Regions from separate parts of the Gossypium hirsutum genome. Here all the other regions are linked to region 1. A link is a contact called in public Hi-C data. All regions are on one chromosome and are shown on one strand. Each heading gives the region's core, a stretch centred on a gene start, on an enhancer-like site or on the middle of the called end of the contact. The rest is flanking DNA. Distances are from core to core; before and after follow the strand shown.

What was found. Hi-C and Micro-C count contacts between places; a contact is called where the count stands out from the background.
Region 2: a Hi-C map of leaf shows a contact between it and region 1, with 2.3 times the contacts expected there. The contact joins the promoter of LOC121214651 here to the promoter of LOC107887012 in region 1. A contact is called at or near these places in 6 of 34 Hi-C or Micro-C datasets (callus, hypocotyl and leaf).
Region 3: a Hi-C map of leaf shows a contact between it and region 1, with 3 times the contacts expected there. The contact joins the enhancer-like site here to the promoter of LOC107887012 in region 1. A contact is called at or near these places in 2 of 34 Hi-C or Micro-C datasets (callus and leaf).

What each region holds. Positions count from the first base shown.
Region 1 is chrD02:38,940,789-38,944,211 of Gossypium_hirsutum_v2.1, forward strand. LOC107887012 (receptor-like protein 4) reads right to left here and starts at 1,725. Exons shown (of 9, transcript XM_041088536.1): 1 at 1,566-1,725; 2 at 428-1,468. The coding sequence starts at 1,641.
Region 2 is chrD02:39,172,568-39,175,990 of Gossypium_hirsutum_v2.1, forward strand. It overlaps LOC121214651, which reads left to right and starts at 1,820. Exons shown (of 7, transcript XM_041088539.1): 1 at 1,820-2,266; 2 at 2,411-2,554; 3 at 2,644-2,718; 4 at 2,809-3,002; 5 at 3,080-3,251; 6 at 3,329-3,423. The coding sequence starts at 2,051.
Region 3 is chrD02:39,090,729-39,094,151 of Gossypium_hirsutum_v2.1, forward strand. No RefSeq gene overlaps it. Among protein-coding and RNA genes, the nearest start is that of LOC121214650, 25 kb to the right of the region's middle. Within about 2 kb of position 1,888, at least 5 of the 9 cell types and tissues checked have an H3K27ac peak or open chromatin away from gene starts, as enhancers often do. A contact at or near this core is called in leaf, where this site is marked.

The DNA.
Region 1 (3,423 bases), core at 475-2,974:
TCGATATCCAAATTCATTGGTTACAAAATGCTTATAATTTTGACTTCATATACATAAGATTATAAGTTCAGAATTTTAGGAGATTTGAATTCAGATGTGTGGATTTGGATATAAAAAAAATGAAAATTTCGAAATTGGATTTTTTCAGATTCGGATATCCAACAGATAAAATGTATTTAACTCTCGGTTAATTTGCGGAAAATAAATAGGTTCGGACTTTTAGGTAAATTTGCAGATTCAGATAAATAAAAAAAATCGCATATCCTACCCACCACCATTCCTAATCAAATTAACTACCCAAAAAGTCTAATTTTCCTATAGAAAGCTAATGATTTCAAGGACCAACCAAACTCTCATACGCAGCTTTCAGCTTAACATGCAGATCACTAAAAAGTTCGTATAAATAATAAAAATTCAGCATCTTTACCTTGTTCAGGAACCGTGGCCAAATCAGCTGGAACCATGGCGTAATTTTCAAGCCCACAGATCAACGGAGCCCCTGCCACAGGCGACAGCTTCACATTCAACACAGAACTGCTCAAATTCTTCTCCGTATAATTTAAACTGTAGGCCGCAAAGCTCCCAACTTCCTTCAATATATCCACTCTACTCACATTCTTATCGTTGACCAGCACATCGAACACTCTCTCCCCTGCCTTTTTAACCGTCGAATCGATCTCCGCAAAATGAAACCACACCAAATAATCAAGCTTTGCATCCACTGGTAATTCGTATTCCAGACGTCCCTCAATTGTCACCGCCGATTGGTACAATTTCATGGGAAAGTAATTCGGCGCTTTCTCGGTACCGGTTATTTTTTCTTTAGTGGTTATAACTTTAGCGGATTCCGACTTTCCTGCTCGGTAATCGGAATCGGATTGCCAGGAGCGGCCGAAGGCGTCCGGGTCGGATGTGAAACCGGGTCCCCATTGTGATGAACCGGGAGAGAGCCGCCCATAGTTGACTAGAATGTAGCTGTCGCCGGTTTGGGCGGAGTTATATGACAAAGGGTCGATCTGGACGACTTCGAGAGAAGCGATGACGGGAGGGTTAGTGGCAATGCTGTAAAAACATAAATCGAGTTGACCGTCTTTGACGAAGGCAAAGAGATCGGAGTAAGCGCCATCTCGAGTGAGAGATTCGGGCCAAGGAGAGCGCCAGGAAAAGACGAGAGTGCCCTCGACAGAAGCGTCGAAGGAAGGGGAATGGGATTTGCCGTCGTAGTTGTCGTAAACGGTAAAAGTACGGATGTAGTAACGGCCAGCAGGAAGGGGGATATTGTAGCAATTCTTCTTACCGGAGGAGAGTGGGAAGTAACGGAGAGTCTTTTCGTGTTGAAGATGGAAATGTAGGGGCTCGGAGACCACGGAGGTGGAGCCGCCAGTGAAGAATTTGTCGGGTAGCCAAGAGATGTTGTAGGAGTCGGTGGAAGGAGTGGAACTGCCGCAGTCAATGTGGAAGCTAGTGTCTGCAAAGAAAAGAAAAACAAAATAAAATAGCAGCAGTTAGCAGATAGTGAGCGAGAGTAGGGAAAAAAAAAACAAAAGGTGGTGGGAGTGGCTTACTGTAAGGGTAGGGCAAAGGGGAGGAAGAGTGGAAGAGGGGAGCCAAGGAGAGCAGGAAAAGGACGAGGAAGGACATGGTGGAATGAGAGAGAAACAAAATGGGAAATGGGGGATTTGATTTTGGACATTGACACTATAAAGTAGGAGTATAAAGTCAGACAGTAAAAGAGGGCGAGATTAGTGGGATATAATATTAATTCACACTTCTCAATTTGTTTACATAATACCAATTAAAAATATTGTTTTTATAAATAAATAAAAAGTATAAAATCAATTTGCTAAATCCTCAAATTGGAAAAGTAAAAGCTTTTTGAAAATAATTTAAATAATTGTTTTCTTATAATTTACTTTAAATATATTTCAATTCATATTAAATAATAATAAAATGTAAAATCACTATTCTTTATCTAATTATTTATATTTCAATATTTAATTAAATTGATTTTAATATTTAAAAATAATTACTATTAATTATTTATATTAATTTAAAAAAAATTAATATATTTTAATTAATACTCAAAATTAACCCGTGCGATGCAGAATTAAGAAAATAAGATATTATCTAAAATAAGGCTTTGATGCATTTTAAGAAAAATTAGTTAGTGAAAAGTTGGTTTTATGAAAAGTGGTAAGTGGTATTGTTATCCGCGCAATATGTCAGCATTTTTATTTATTGTTACGAAGTGAACACTTTTTAGATTTTTTATTAAATTATTATAAAAAAATAAAAAATAACTAAAATATTATAATTTTTTTATTTACTAAAATATGCCAAAAAAATAAAAACTTGCAAAAAAAAACCTGTGGCTTGTTTATTTTCTTTTTATTCCCCCTTTAACTCACTTTTTTATTTAATAAACAAGCTCTCAACCTATTTTTGTAGTTAAATAAGCTCTTAATCTATGATTTTTACTCATAAAACCCCTTTATTTTATTATTAAAGTAAATATATTTTACCTAAAGTAAAGCTATTTAAAAAAGTATAAACTAATTCGCATTTTATATATTATTTTGGTAATTTGATGAGAATAGTTTATTTAAAAAATTTACTAAATTTGATGAGAATAGCTTATAATTATAATTTATTTTTTCTATTTGGGTTACATTTATGGGTGATCGGTTTTATTATTACTTCTGGCTTTTCAATAAAGCATGCCTGGTATTTCTATTAATTTTTTTAATTAAATCTAATATTAGTTAAGTGATAATTAAGATACTTAGAATTCTAATTAAGTAATAATTCTATTTTAATTTAATAAACTATTCTCGTCAAATTACTTAATAACTCTATTTTAATTTAATAAACTATTCTCATCAAATTACCAAAATAGAGTTTATTAAATTAGAGTTTATTAAATGAGAATAGTTTATTAAATTAAAATAGAGTTATTACTTAATTAGAATTCTAAGTATCTTAATTATCACTTAACTAATTAGAGTTTATTACTTAATTAAAATAAGGAGGGCTTAGAAGACAATTAGCCACATTTCAATTTTAGTGCGCCCCACCAACAATTCACTTTCAAAATTCAAAATAGTAAATTTGCATGTTAGGTCCTTGAAATTGCAGATAGCTACATTTTAGTCCTTTGGCACCATTGGTGCCGCTAATCTCTTTGGCACCTTTGGTGCCGCCACAGGTTTTTTTTTTTTGCAGGTTTTTAGTTTTTTTGGTATATTTTGGTAAATAAAAAAATTTATGATATTTTGGTAAATAAAAAAAGTTATAATATTTTAGTTATTTTTTAATTTTTTATAATAATTTAATAAAAAACCCACACTTTTTCCTATATTTTAGTAATTACGATTTCGTATTAACTAATGAAACTATTTAATATACTTGGTTTCAATTTAATTT
Region 2 (3,423 bases), core at 570-3,069, 230 kb after region 1:
CCTTTTACAAATCAGTTCTATTTTCAAAATTAAAGGCATTTAAAACTCATTTTCTGAAATTGATTTAATTTTCTAAAAACCATAGTAAAAAAACGTTACCAATAAACCATGTCACAAAATTTCGAACACTCTAAGACTAAAATTCCTAAAATACCTCTAAAACTCTTAAGCCCTATTTTGGGTGTGATAACCAAAACGGAAGCTTGCCTATCTACCTTGCTATTCGAACCAAACTTATTATCGAGTTTGTCTTTAATCAACAAATGACCCTTTACATCCTAGAAAGAGAGTTTGTCTCTGCCATAAATCAAGGTCTCCTTGAAAGACTTGTATGAATAGGGTAAAGTGCACAATAATAGCATAGCATGATCTTAATCGTCAATCTTAACCTCAACATTCTTTAAATCATTCAAAATAGTAATAAATTGACTGATATGATCTCTAAGAAGCTCACATTATTCATGTGAAATGTAAATAAACGTTGTTTCAACACTAAACGGTTAGCTAGAGACTTAGTCGAATAAAGAGTTTCTAACCTTTTCCACAATACGGATGAGGTTTTCTCCATCAATACCTCCTGCAATACCCTATTCACGAGACACAATTGGATTACAGATAGGGCCTTTTCATCAAGCTCTTCCCATTCTGTCTGATCTAGAGTCTTAGGCTTTTTCCCAGTAACGACCTTTTAGACCAGTCTAAACTAGAATTGTCATCATCCGAACTTGCCACAGATTGAAATTTGTGACACCATCGAACTTCTCAATGTTAAACCTTGTTGTTGTCATCTCTAAACAGGCTGATCTATAAAAATTGAACTAGTTCTAATACCATTTGTTGGAGATCGACCCAATTAATCAATGAACAAGTAAAAAATAACGAAAGAAATTGAGAAATCGAACACATAAATTTAACGTGGAAAAACCCTCCAAAGAGGATAAAAAACACAGACAAAGATAATTTTACTATAATGGAAAAAACAAAGAGTATAAAAGATGGAGATAAAAACTAAACTCCGAAACCCGAAAATAAAGAACCCTCAAAATACAAAATTCTACAAAATTCTTTTAATGGGTGTCTTTTTTAAGGTTATAAAAGAGCTTATTTATAGGATAAATTCGTAGATCAAATAATAATAAAATAATCTAGACTAATCAGAGATCGACTGAAACAAATAGATAGAGTTCAACTGAGAGATTATCTCTCAAATTTGACTGAAATATGAGTCATACTCAATAATATCAATTAAAAAAATTTCCGTTATTAATTTAAAGACAAATTACCAAAACAGGAGTGAATTCAAATGTTAGCATCTAAGTTAAAGGATTTAAAATCGGGTAACTAAAACAGAGTATAATTGGGTGAAGTAAAATAAAGGAAAGAATATTGGAGCCTGGTCTCACCATTGTTGGAAGCCAATATCCTCACGTCATGCAAATTTTTGACAGACAAGTGAAGAGAATATTTGGGATTTAAAAGAAACCATTTCTAAATGGTTTAATGAAATGGTAAAGAAAGCTGAAGTGTTAAGTTAAAAAGTACAAAATTGAACGAATAAATTTTCAACCACACAATAGTTCCAAAAAGCGTGAATTCTTTAGAATAATTTGAGAATTTTATGAGCATGGATAAATTAGTCGGGCATGATATGTTTTATTTAAATTATCAGTAATTCAACAGAAAATTATGGCGATGCCATTATTTGAATAACTTTTAGTACAAGAATTAATTTTGAGCAAATTTTAGTAGGAGTAAAATGAAGTTTATCTCAATATACTTTGATGGTTAGAGAACTTATGTCATAATATACCTTCTATATTTTTGTTTGTTATTCTAAATACTAAAATATGAACATATGAATAGCATTTAGTAGAGAAAAAGTATGGTGTAATCTAGCCGGTGCTGGGAATGGGATCTGTCAGATTGGGCCAACACGGCCTGGCATAAGAACACTTTGTTTGATCGGCTAATTAATCCATTTCCTGTCTGTAATTGTTTGTAAACTATAAAGCCATAGGCTTGTTGTATGTCTAAAAATTGAAAAACAAAAATGTCCTCTGGGCTTGTGTCTTCCCCTGTTATCTTCCCTCTCTCCAATTCCAAGTCCAAATCCAGTCTTTGGAGTCCCTCACGAAGAACAATCTCTCAACTTTCTGTCAACAATGGTGATGACATCATTGATTCTTCTTCAAACACTCCAAGATTGATCACCTTCTTAGGCAAAGGCGGCTCCGGCAAGACCATCTCCTCTGTTTTCGCTGCCCAGGTACTACTTCCTAGTTACACTTTGTCACCAATTAACGGAAAAGGAAAGCTGAAGCTCATAGATAGGGTTAATTAGAAATGGCCCCTTTTTCCAAATATCATCATCTAATCTCTTTGTTTCATGCCTTTCTTTGCTGCTGCTTAGCATTATGCAATGGCTGGACTCAGCACATGCTTAGTGTTACAAGGACAGGATCGCACTGCTGACTGTCTTCTCAATTGTAAGATCGACTCCTCTCCTACCCTATGCACCCGCAACCTTTCTGTTGTTAGGCTGGAAACCACTAAAGTATGTTCCTTTTCCATGCTTCATCATCTATCTATTTCAAATGGGTTTATTATAATTACGCTGAGAATGGATTATTCGTTAAACTGCAGATGCTTCTTGAACCTCTAAATGAGCTGAAGAAAGCAGATGGCCGTCTTAATTTGACACAAGGAGTTCTGGAAGGGGTGTGTATGTAATATCTCATCATCCTTTTTACCTTAGGTGTTTGCACTTCACACTATGAATGTTGATTTTGACATGTATTAGTCTACTAGGTTGTTGGAGAAGAGCTTGGGGTGCTTCCCGGGATGGATTCTATCTTTTCACTACTTGCACTTGTGAGGCTTCTGGGTTTATTCGGGAAACGGGCTCGGAAGAACCATCAAAACGATAAATTTGACATTATCATATATGATGGTATCAGCACCGAAGAAACCCTAAGAATGACAGGTGCAAGCAGTAAAGCAAGGTTTGGAAATAGACAAAACAATTTATCTTTCTTGCCTAAAATGAAGTATGTACACAAGCCCCTCTAACTCTGCACAGACTCTACTTGAAGTACCTGCGGAGCATGGCTGAGAAAAGTGACCTTGGGAGATTGGCTGGTCCTTCACTCCTGAGACTGGTAGATGAAGCTATGGGCATAAGTGGTAACCCATCCCAACTCACTGGAACAATCAGTGCTGATATATGGGACAGTCTGGAACGAATTCTTGAGGTAACCACGGAATGGATTTCATTTTATCATTCACCAAGTTTTTGCTATAGGAGATTGAAAGGCTGTAAGTTGTGCAGAGAGGATCTTCAGGATCTTATCAATTTGGGTGCTTTCTTGTGATGAATCCAAACATTCCAATATCAATCAGTTCAGCATTACGTTACTGGGGTTG
Region 3 (3,423 bases), core at 638-3,137, 150 kb after region 1:
AAAAAATTCAAAGAAAGAGTTATATTATTTATAAATCAAAATATTTTTTATATGTTCAAACTCTCATTTAGTTTATGTTTATTTTGATCAAAGGACAAACCTTTCTTTTCTTTGTATTTTTATTTATTATATCTATTCTATTGATTGAATAAGTGATGATCCAATGGTTCTTACTCAAAGAATCTTTGGACTTAGTTTGAAGGTTTTATTGAATCATCGCGGTTCTGGTATGAATCTGAAGTTTCAATTGATTCATAGGGTCTTAACAAGAGAATTCCTATCAAAAAGAAAGAAAACAAGAATAAAGCCACATTTCATACAAGAACAAATCAAAGCAAAGAAAAAGAAATAAGTAGGTAAATAAAATATTCAAGAGGCCTGTAACGATCAACATAAAGACGACTGCGTCAACTTGATTTTTTGGAATTATAATTACAACTACAAAAAAGAGCTTTCGGATTTTCACTCTTTTGTGTCTTCAGATAAAATTGAATGAAAAGATTGAGAAGTTTCAAACTTTCTATTCCATATCCGTTTCAGCTATTACTTGGGTGTTCTTGTTTGAGCTGTATGAGATGAAATTATCATATACGGTTCTCGGGGGAGGGGGGTCCTTTTAGTATATTTATCTCAATAAAGTCTATGATTGGTTCGAAGAGTGCCTCGAAGTTCAGGCAGTTGCAGATGATATAACTAGTAAATACGTTCCTCCTCATGCTAACATATTTTACTATCTAGGAGGAATTACGCTTACTTTTTTTTGGTACAAGTAGCTACAGGATTTGCTATGACTTTTTACTATCGTCCAACCGTTACTGAGGCTTTTGCTTCTGTTCAATACATAATAACTTTGGTTGGTTAATCCGATCAGTTTATCGATGGTCGGCAAATATGATGGTCTTAATGATGATCCTGCACGTATTTCGTGTCTATCTCACTGGTGGTTTTAAAAAACCTCGCGAATTAACTTGGGTTACAGGCGTGGTTCTGGCTGTGTTGACCGCATCTTTTGGCGTAACAGGTTATTCCTTACTTCAAGACCAAATTGGTTATTGGGCAGTCAAAATCGTAACAGGTGTTCCGAAAGCTATTTCGATAATAGGATCGACTTTGGTAGAGTTATTACATGGAAATGCTAGTGTGGGACAATCCACTTTGACCCGGTTTTATAGTTTACACACTTTTGTATTACCCTTTCTTACTGCTGTACTTATGTTAATGCATTTCCGAATGATACATAAGCAAGACATTTTTGGTCCTTTATAGAGAATATAGACCATAGCTATATTGTAACCAATAATTTGTCTTATTACTTGAGGGAGGAACAATAGTATTTCGTTGTTACAAATATGGATTGTTGAAAAATAAGAAGACATGTATTTGGATATATGTATTATTAGATATAGTTGTTTAAGTTTGTTTAAGTTTAATTTAGTTCCAAATATAAATTTAAAATTGTGAGTAAATTTAAATTTATCCATATTTATAAATTGACTAATTAAAGTTATTTAGACCCAATCATATATATTTTTATTTTTAAGAGTATATATTTGTATTTTTATGTGATATATATATGTATTTTTTTTACTATTTATATGTTTTTAATTAAAATTTTAATATAAATAGTTTAATATATTTTTAATATTTACATTATAATATAATATTTAATTTCATATGATATAAATTACATTAAAAAGGCAAAATAAATATTTTATAAACTTAAAAATGAGTCGAGCACATGATATTTTAAATTTAATATATTTGTTCAAATAGCCCCAATTATTAAGTGGGCCTATGAAATAGGTTTATTTACAACCCATCCCATTGGACAGGACAGAGTAGAAGGCATCAACCATGCCAAGGCTAGCCCAACATTCCTTGTCGCTCTAAGTTCACTCTCAAAGGCCTTGCTCCAAATTCATTTGGGTTTGTAGCTCTAGATGGACTACTTAGCCCATTACCACTTCAATTTCCTTTACGATATATTTTCTATTTAATAGAAAAGAGTAAGGATATCTATGATTCAAATTTACATTGTTTACAAATAAATAATCTGTTGGTTTTAAAATACTTAAATATTGTGACAAGATAAGGTATTTTTGTTGCTCACACTTTATCTAAAGAGACGAATAGTATGTTGACCAATGAAGACAAAAGGCGGTTTCGATACACAAATTTAGACAAGACTCGTGCGTTTTCTAAGGGAAGACCTTTTGATCTTGATTTCCCTTTCAGATACCTCTATATAACTTAACCCATAGATTTCATCGAGAGGCAAGAGGTATGCTACAAATTGCTGGGTTGGGGTCAGTTTTGGGATTGGGAGTGAAGGAAGCCTTTTGAACCTTTTTTTTTTTTTACTTTAATTTATTGGTTACGAGGGTGTGTCATAACCCTACTATGAGAAAATTATCGATATATGTTGATTTCTTTTTAAAAAGAAATAGGGATATAGACTACTTTTTTAGTATGTGGGAAATAAGTCGTTTCTCCTAATGTGGCATGAAAGCGAGCTATGGGTACACGCTTTTGCAAAATGCTTTATCTAGGATGCGTTTTTTATCATATGATTAAATATTGGTGCTTTTATACTTGTAGCTCGAGTTCAATTCCTCTCTTTAACATTTTGAATTTTTTTTATTCATGTTGTTTTGATCTTTTTATTTTAATTTTGTTTCAAGCTCTTTTATTTTAACTTCTAATTTTTAATTAATGTTTTTCGTTAATAAACATGTGTTTTTTTCAAGTTTTTTTAATTTTATTTTTAATTAATAATTCATTCATTTATATAAATAAAACAATAAATATTTATTATATAATAAAATATATATTATATATATCATTATGTTAAATTTTATTTTATTTTTAAAAACATCAACTACTTTTTTAAATATATATTTTTATTTATACTTTTAAATGTCAAATATTTATTTTTTCCAACTACATTGTGGGTATGGTAAATTCTAATATTATAAAATCAAATAATGATGTTTTTAATTTATTTTACACATAAAAAAATTATATGTACTAAAAATAATGATATTTGAAATAATTAATTGATTTAATAATATTATAATTTTTCATACCCATAATGTAGGTGAAAAAAAATGATATTTGAAATAATTGTATTATTTTATAATATTAGAATTTACAATATCCACAATGTAGGTAGAAAAAATAAATATTTGACATAAAAAATATAAATCAAGAAAAATATGTTAAAAAAATTAATTGATGTTTTTAAAATATAAAATATATTTAACATAACGGTATATAAAAATATTTTTTAAATTATATAATTACATGTTTATTATTTTGTTTATATAAATAAAGGAGTTATTAATTAAAAATATGAATTAAAAATAAATTTAAAAAACTTGAACACAACATATTTATTAACTAAAAACATTAATTAAAAATTAA